2 separate regions of the Zea mays genome follow, and region 2 is linked to region 1. Evidence: chromatin contacts called from public Hi-C data. All regions are on one chromosome and are shown on one strand. The core of a region is the stretch at or near the end of the contact, and the rest is flanking DNA. Distances in the headings are between cores, read along the strand shown.

The links. Hi-C and Micro-C count contacts between places; a contact is called where the count stands out from the background.
Region 2: a contact with region 1 is called in a Hi-C map of leaf, with 2.0 times the contacts expected there. The contact joins the promoter of LOC100279626 here to the enhancer-like site in region 1. A contact is called at or near these places in 3 of 25 Hi-C or Micro-C datasets (endosperm and leaf).

Annotation. Positions count from the first base shown.
Region 1 is chr1:247,488,112-247,491,653 of Zm-B73-REFERENCE-NAM-5.0, reverse strand. LOC103643579 (centromere protein O) reads right to left here. Exons shown (of 13, transcript XM_008666747.4): 11 at 2,571-2,668; 12 at 2,155-2,345; 13 at 1,603-2,076. The coding sequence ends at 2,006. Among protein-coding and RNA genes, the nearest start is that of LOC109943517, 33 kb to the right of the region's middle. Within about 2 kb of position 1,848, at least 2 of the 20 cell types and tissues checked have an H3K27ac peak or open chromatin away from gene starts, as enhancers often do. A contact at or near this core is called in leaf, where this site is marked.
Region 2 is chr1:247,595,160-247,598,701 of Zm-B73-REFERENCE-NAM-5.0, reverse strand. LOC100279626 reads right to left here and starts at 1,734. Exons shown (of 12, transcript NM_001152622.1): 1 at 1,231-1,734. The coding sequence starts at 1,388.

The DNA of each region.
Region 1 (3,542 bases), core at 599-3,098:
TGCTCTCTCACTTTGGACCATCTAAGTTAACTAACACCTTTTCTTTTAATCACTGAACGTTGACAATATACATATCAGCTTACCAACCATTAATTGTCATCACCACCAAAAAAGTATGTATGGAAAGACATTAGTTATAAAATGAAAACAAAGCATGCTTTTTAAGTTTACAACTACAACTTCTATTCCATATTAATATAATACACTACATGCAGGATAAAGCACACCGAGGTTAGCAAAGCCATGCCAGATTCTACATGTTCCAAGAATGACGACAGTTAGACCATCCTGAAATACATCAAGATTTGCACCATTCAGGATCCTTTGTACACAAACCTCGCACCCTCATTTTCCTTTTTCCCCATTACAACAGACAAAACTACATTGTGTCTGACAAAAAAATTCCATATTTAAGTATCATGATAATTTGTTTCCACAAATCAACAACCATAACCCAAAATAATGTATTACTAATAATTACAGCTGCTACTTCTAGCTTTGTCTAGAAACCTATATGCATATTTCGCGGACTTGCCTGGCCGAACCCATAGTCTGCATTGTGTATTCTAATCTCCTTATCAAAAATAGCTTAAGAAAAAAGAGAATAAGTGCAACACAAATACACAAAAAAATAAAAACAGTTCCATACTCATGTTTCATTTTAAAAATATACTTTACACTTTGACAAAAAAAAGAAGAATATAAAATAAATACATAAACAAAATACATGATTTCTATTTTAATGCTTTGGACCAAACTTACTTTTATTTTGGCTTTACAATTTGATCTATGGAATGCTAAATTTTTTTGCTTACCAAACTTACTCACTCCAACAACTTATTTCTTTAAAGTTATCCTGTCATTCATAATTTTTATTTGAATGCTTTGAACCTTTTCTTCAAACATTACATAATTTTATTTGAATGCTTTGAACCTTTTCTTCAAACATTACCAAGATGCAGTTGCCAGTGTTCTTAATAAACCTGCTTGTATACTACTCTTTCCTTAGCTATTGTCATAACAGTGTGTTAAAATGTTAGCCTCTTGATGTACCTTATTCGAGAAGCACTTCAAGTTTTCAATTAAGTTTTTGTAACTTGAGATCTTGGAGACAACATGGCTTGTTGTGTTAATAGACATAGTACCTGCTTGTCGTGATTAGAGGGAAAGATAAAATAAACATGTTATGTGTTATTGTTTCTCTCCTTTGAAAGAATATTATTTCTTTTATGATCGTGATATCGCATTGAGCTCTTTGATGTTGTCTATGCTAACATACTCCTCTCATTTGTATATAGGTAAAAAAAATTTGCAAACATATAAGAGGCTCCATCACTTTTGGTCACGAGACTTTTATGTACATATAAAACTGATGTTGATGCCTTCCTAAAGCTGTGTCTATACAAGAAAGGCTTCATCATTTTTGGTCAGTAGACTTTTGTATACATATGACTCTATTGTTAAAGTCTTCCTAAAACTATTTTGTCTATGCAAACTTTACGGACACTATTGCTGGACACTGAAGTATGCTACTTTAATGCAACTTGCTATGTATTGTAATCTAAGTTTGTATTACTACTGCTATTGGTACCAAAAATATTGTTGAAATTTTAGCATGTCTTCTTAGATACTTGATATTTGAAATAAAATAGGTTTGTCAACACGCGCGTGCAGGCGCGCGTAACGCGCTAGTATAATTCTAAAAGGAAACAAACATAGCCAGAGTGGAGAAAAAAAAGGAGCACACATCAAGGACAAGGACAGCAGTTGGCAAGATTATGCCTCGACCATAAGGCCTTCCTAGGATTTTGATTCTTTTAACAGGAACTGTAGCCGGAATATTTCGAGCGGCCCACGCAAATGTCTGCCTTGCTTTCACAGGAATTGCAGTCCACAACTGCAGGCTATACTACCACAAGATTCTGAACAATATCTTCAAAAACATGCCCCACGATTGAGATGTGAATCTTATGCACAACAAAACTGGACATCTTGAGGTCACGATTTAGTCACTGTCCCGAGAGGATAAAATCCTCTTCAAAGCATGGGGTAGCTCCAGCACAATGTCTGCGTATGCTGAAACACAGAACAGGGAGAAACAGATCAATTCAGCACAAAGCCATGTATGCTGTAAGCCAAGGTGACAGGAAGCACCTTCTGGTAGACACAAGGTTTTGAGTGCTTCCTCGGCATATGAAAGGTGAAAGGGTACTGGTTGCGCAGCTGATGCACTGCTGCTTCTTGTAGATATTTTCTTGGCCGAGCGAAGTGGCCAAGCCAAGACCCTTGCCTGACTCGGCAGGGTCTGCAGTAGATCCGAATATCGGATACTGATTGTAACCTTGCTGCTTATAAGTGGCAAACAGATCAATCTCTACAAAATGTGCAACAAGCTACTTATGCATATTAGCAGCTTAAAATCAGTATGCGATATTCAGCATGCACGCTGCAAGATAACAAAAATAGAAGGCTGCACTAGGTGTACATATTCTATGAGGGAGTGTACTAGCAACAAAACAGAACTTATTGATGCAATCCAAGCATTAGCAGTAATTAAATATTATCCTTACCACTCAAAATCCTCCAATACAAACTCTATCATATTATAAGGAAGACTATGGAACAGCTCGCCAATTTGGTTCCCGTAGAGCTCCTTGATAAGACGAACCTTGAACATGAAATAAAAACTATAATTAGCGATGTACCATCAAAGACTGTATGACCCATCTGTCTCCAGATTCCACATTTGACCCTTAGCTCCAATCTTTAAAGCTACAAGTGCCTCAACAATTGATTGGCCAATGATAGAAGGCACACTCATTAAAAAGAAAAATGTCATGACTCATATATCAATTCTTTTATAATACTCAGGGTTGCAATTTCAGATACTGGACCAGAACCTGAAGGAGAGAATGTGTATAATGTGTGGGATGTATTGCATTAAGCCTCTAGGGAGAATATATAGGAGTACATGACTTGGAGGGCAAGAAGCATATCCTAGAGATAAGCAAGGTTATCCTAGATATAAAGAAGGTTATCCCAGGATTACAATCAATCCTAAACCAACCATATCAAGAGTTGTCTAATATACTCTAACATCCCCCCGCAGTCGTAGTGTCAGCAACACGAACGGACAGACTCGAGAATAATGGAGATATCCCCCCACAGTCGGAATGCTGGTGCGAATGCTGCGACTGGAGTAGCCCATGCAGATGATAGCCCTTTGTGCCGAAAATGTCGAGGTAGTCGAGTGCAAGGGCGTCGAGCCGTTGTCGAGGTGTTGTGTGTCGGGTAGCTGTGGTCGATGTAGCCGTCGAGGACGCCGAAGAAGATAAGCCGCACAAGTCGCGGGCGCAGGCGTAGCACGTGGGAAGGCCTGCGGCGCGCCAGGAGGCGCCAGGGTGATGGTGGCGTAGGAGGGCACCATAGACGAAGACGACGACACAGTCGAGGCAGTCGTAGAGGAAGAAGTTGATGCCGAGGATGATGTTGTCAAACCGCTGTGGACGAGACGTGCTCCAGGTTTGCCACGCCTGAAAACG
Region 2 (3,542 bases), core at 485-2,984, 110 kb before region 1:
CCTAAGACAAAAGGTTCTATGTTCATGAGGTTGGACAGATTTCTTTGAAATGGGTGGAGTACAAAAAGAATCATTTATGCATGAGATTTTCCCAAGTATAGTGGAACCAAAATCCCAGAATGTATATTAATCAAATAAGTGAGATTGCGGGTTAAAATAATTAAAATGTTTGCTGCAGAACCAAGCTCCACGTTAGAAACAGGTTAAGATTATAGTTCAGACTCAGCACTGCCACATTGAGGTTCAACTAGTCAAGTTAACGGAGTGTTTGCTTCAAGAAACAACCTACCCTATAGAATCATAGGGGCCTTAAGCTTGTGCTTGAGTAGCGAAAATGTATAACTCAATTCACACCAACTCTTCTGGCAAAGGGAACAAATTGCTTCCACTATTGGGTCCTTTTTTCTGGATGACATCAAACCAGTTAGACAGTATTTAGAGATGTGCCGGTTTTAGAAGGAAAACGTTTTACAAGGTGAATAGTGCAAAACAGAATTCCCATGACGACTCATGTAGATGTCTATGGTCCTAACTTCTAACCACACATTTTCAGCTTCCGACATTCAAATAGACCTTAAATCAGATGACTTGTGGAATTGTTCATGACGCATATTAGCTCTAGTTGTCTCCATTCCCAGCTACCCATCTGAAACATCTGGTGAATTATGGTGTCATTTGAAAACAGGTATCAGAAGGGCAAATCTGGTGCAGTGAGTTGTCTCATTGAAGGAGCCTTTCCACATTTTTGGGGGTGGGTGGGTGGGGGGGGGAGAGACTTGCCTCGTTTTATCCCTTCCCCACAACCCTCATGTGGGAGCCTAAGCCATTGGAATTGGATCTGACCTTGAAAACAGGTATCAGTCAGTTCTGTGCCCAATTATGTTCCAACCTCAAAATCTGCCTACATAACCTATTTAAACCGCAAGCAGCAGAATATTTTAGACTTGCGTCCTTTACCAAAACACTAAAAGAGCTTGTGTATGGTCAAGAGCTGTGATCACACATTCATAATTATAACATGAACAAATTGGTTGAATAAATGATTAAATGTACATTCTCATCGTGAGTTTAGCAACTGCTCGAACATCTAAGTATCTGCTAAGAAACCCTAAAATTGGTCATAATTCACTAGCACAAGCAAGCAAACAATAACTGAGCAATCCGAAATGACGAAATGCAATGTCTTACGAACCGAAGATTGAAAAAATACAACCAAAAGTAGCTACTTACCATCTGTACCGCATGAACTGGCCATCAGCGGGCGCGGTTTCGGGGACATCGTTGGTGGAGACTGCACCGTCGGGCCGCCGCAGTAGCACGTACGGCGTGATCTCGCAGCCCACGATCGGGATCTCCGACGGCAGGTGTACCCGAACCACGCTCAGCATCCTCCCTCCTTCCTCCCCTGTTCTCTTCTCCCGAGCCCCAGACCCGCCTCTGCCTCCTCGACCTGTCTCTCCCTGCAGACACAAGCCCTAGATCCCCCACCGCTAGGCGGATCCGCCATCACCTGCTGCCGCCGCGAGCCGCCAGCGTTGCCTCCCCCGATCCAAACACCCGCGCTCGCGCCTTCTCCTACACGAAACCCCAGCAGACAGCACCAGTATCAGGATCCCGCCGCGCCGGCCGGGCGGAAATGGGAGATCCGGGCACGGAGCGAGGCCTCGCCTGTGGATGGTTCCTTGGAGGTTCTCGAGACGCCGGGGGCTGCAAATGATTGTTAGGGTTTGGGTTTTGCTCTCTGTCTCTCTCTTCGTCGGCGTCGCACTCTGTTTTCTCTATCCTCTGTCCGTGTGCTCGCCTCGCGCTTGGACTATTTTGGAGTTTAAAGTTGAAAAAGTTTTTTGGTTGGTGCCCCTTGCAATTTTCGGTTTTCTTGTGTGGCGCTGTAAAGTGGAAATTTACAAAACAACGCTAGTTTTAAACGGTGAAATAGCATTCGTTTTTAAACAATACGTACAGCACCCGTTTTACCAAATTAATTCAGTAAACAATAATTTATCTATATATTTTATATTTTTTATTGAATAAACCACATATAAATGAACTAAATTACCCCTAATCATTATATAGCTCTCTTTTTTATCTCTTCCGTCCATAACATAAACATAAATATATAAAATATACTAGCTCCATTTTTTAGGGTTAAACATACAAATAGAAAAAAAATTATGAAGAAAAAAATCTAAATTTAACTATTAAACTTCAAACCCAAGTATCTTTGCTAAGGAACTATTAAAAATAGACATATTTGGTTTATCGAAAGATTTTCGATTGTACTTCCTTCATTTTTTTCATTTGACGTGGTTCCTTTTAAAAAAACTTCAATCACTTGTCTTATTAAAAATTTGTATGTTCTTTAAAAACACTCCTTCCATCCAAAAATATAGTTCTAAAGTTTAATGATTAAATCTAGACTTTTTCCTTTATAGAACATCTGTATTTATATGTATGTTTAACATTATGCTTAACAATATAAAATAAGCTCATATATTTGCATGCATACATGTTGTTCTTGTGAACATAATAGATAAAAATAAGGCTATAAAATGGTAGGGCGTTGTTGTTCGCTTGTTCTCAAATACTGTGAATCAAGAACAAGGCAACACAGTTGTCGGCGTTTCGACCCCGGGGGTCCCTGGACCGACGAGTAAACTGTCGCCGCGTGCCCCAGCCCAGATGGGTCGGCGCGAGACGGAGCACGAAGGGGGGAAGTTAGAGGGAGATAGGTGTAAAAAGGGGAAACTCGCGGCCTTCGTGTTGTCCCGCACCCAGGTCGGGTGCGCTTGCAGTAGGGGGTTACAAGCGTCCGCGTGGAGGGAGCGAGAGGCGTGCACGCGCCGTCCTGTCCTCTTCTGCGCGGCCAACCCTCTCATAAGAGAGCCCTGGACCTTCCTTTTATAGGCGTAAGGAGAGGGTCCAGGTGTACAATGGGGAGTGTAGCAATGTGCTAACGTGTCTAGCAGAGAGGAGCTAGCGCCCTAAGTACATGCCGTCGTGGCAGCCAGAGAGGTTTTGGCACCCTGTTCATGTGATGTCGTGGCCATCGGAGGAGCGTTGGAGCCTTGCGGAAGGACAGCTGTCGGGGCTGTCGAGTCCTTGCTGACGTCTCCTTGCTTCCGTAAGGGGCTGAGAGCCGCCGTCGTCATGGAGCATGCGGGGCGCCATCATTATTTGTTTACCGGGGCGAGCCAGATGGGACGCCGGTCTTGTTCCCAGTAGCCTGAGCTAGCTAGGGGTAGGGTAATGATGGCCTCTCCTATGACGTGGTCGGTCCGAGCCCTGGGTCGGGCGAGGCGGAGGCTCCTCCGAGGTCGGGGTCGAGTCTGTCTTCCGAGGTCGAGATCGAGTCCGAGCCCCGGGTCGGGCGAGGCGGAGACCGTCGTCTGGGGCCGAGCCCGAGTTCGAGCCCTGGGGTCGGGCGAGGCGGAGTTCGTCGTCTTCCGGAGCCGAGCCCGAGTCCGAGCCCTGGGGTCGGGCGAGGCGGAGTTCGTCGTCTTCCGGTGCCGAGCCCGAGTCCGAGCCCTGGGGTCGGGCGAGGC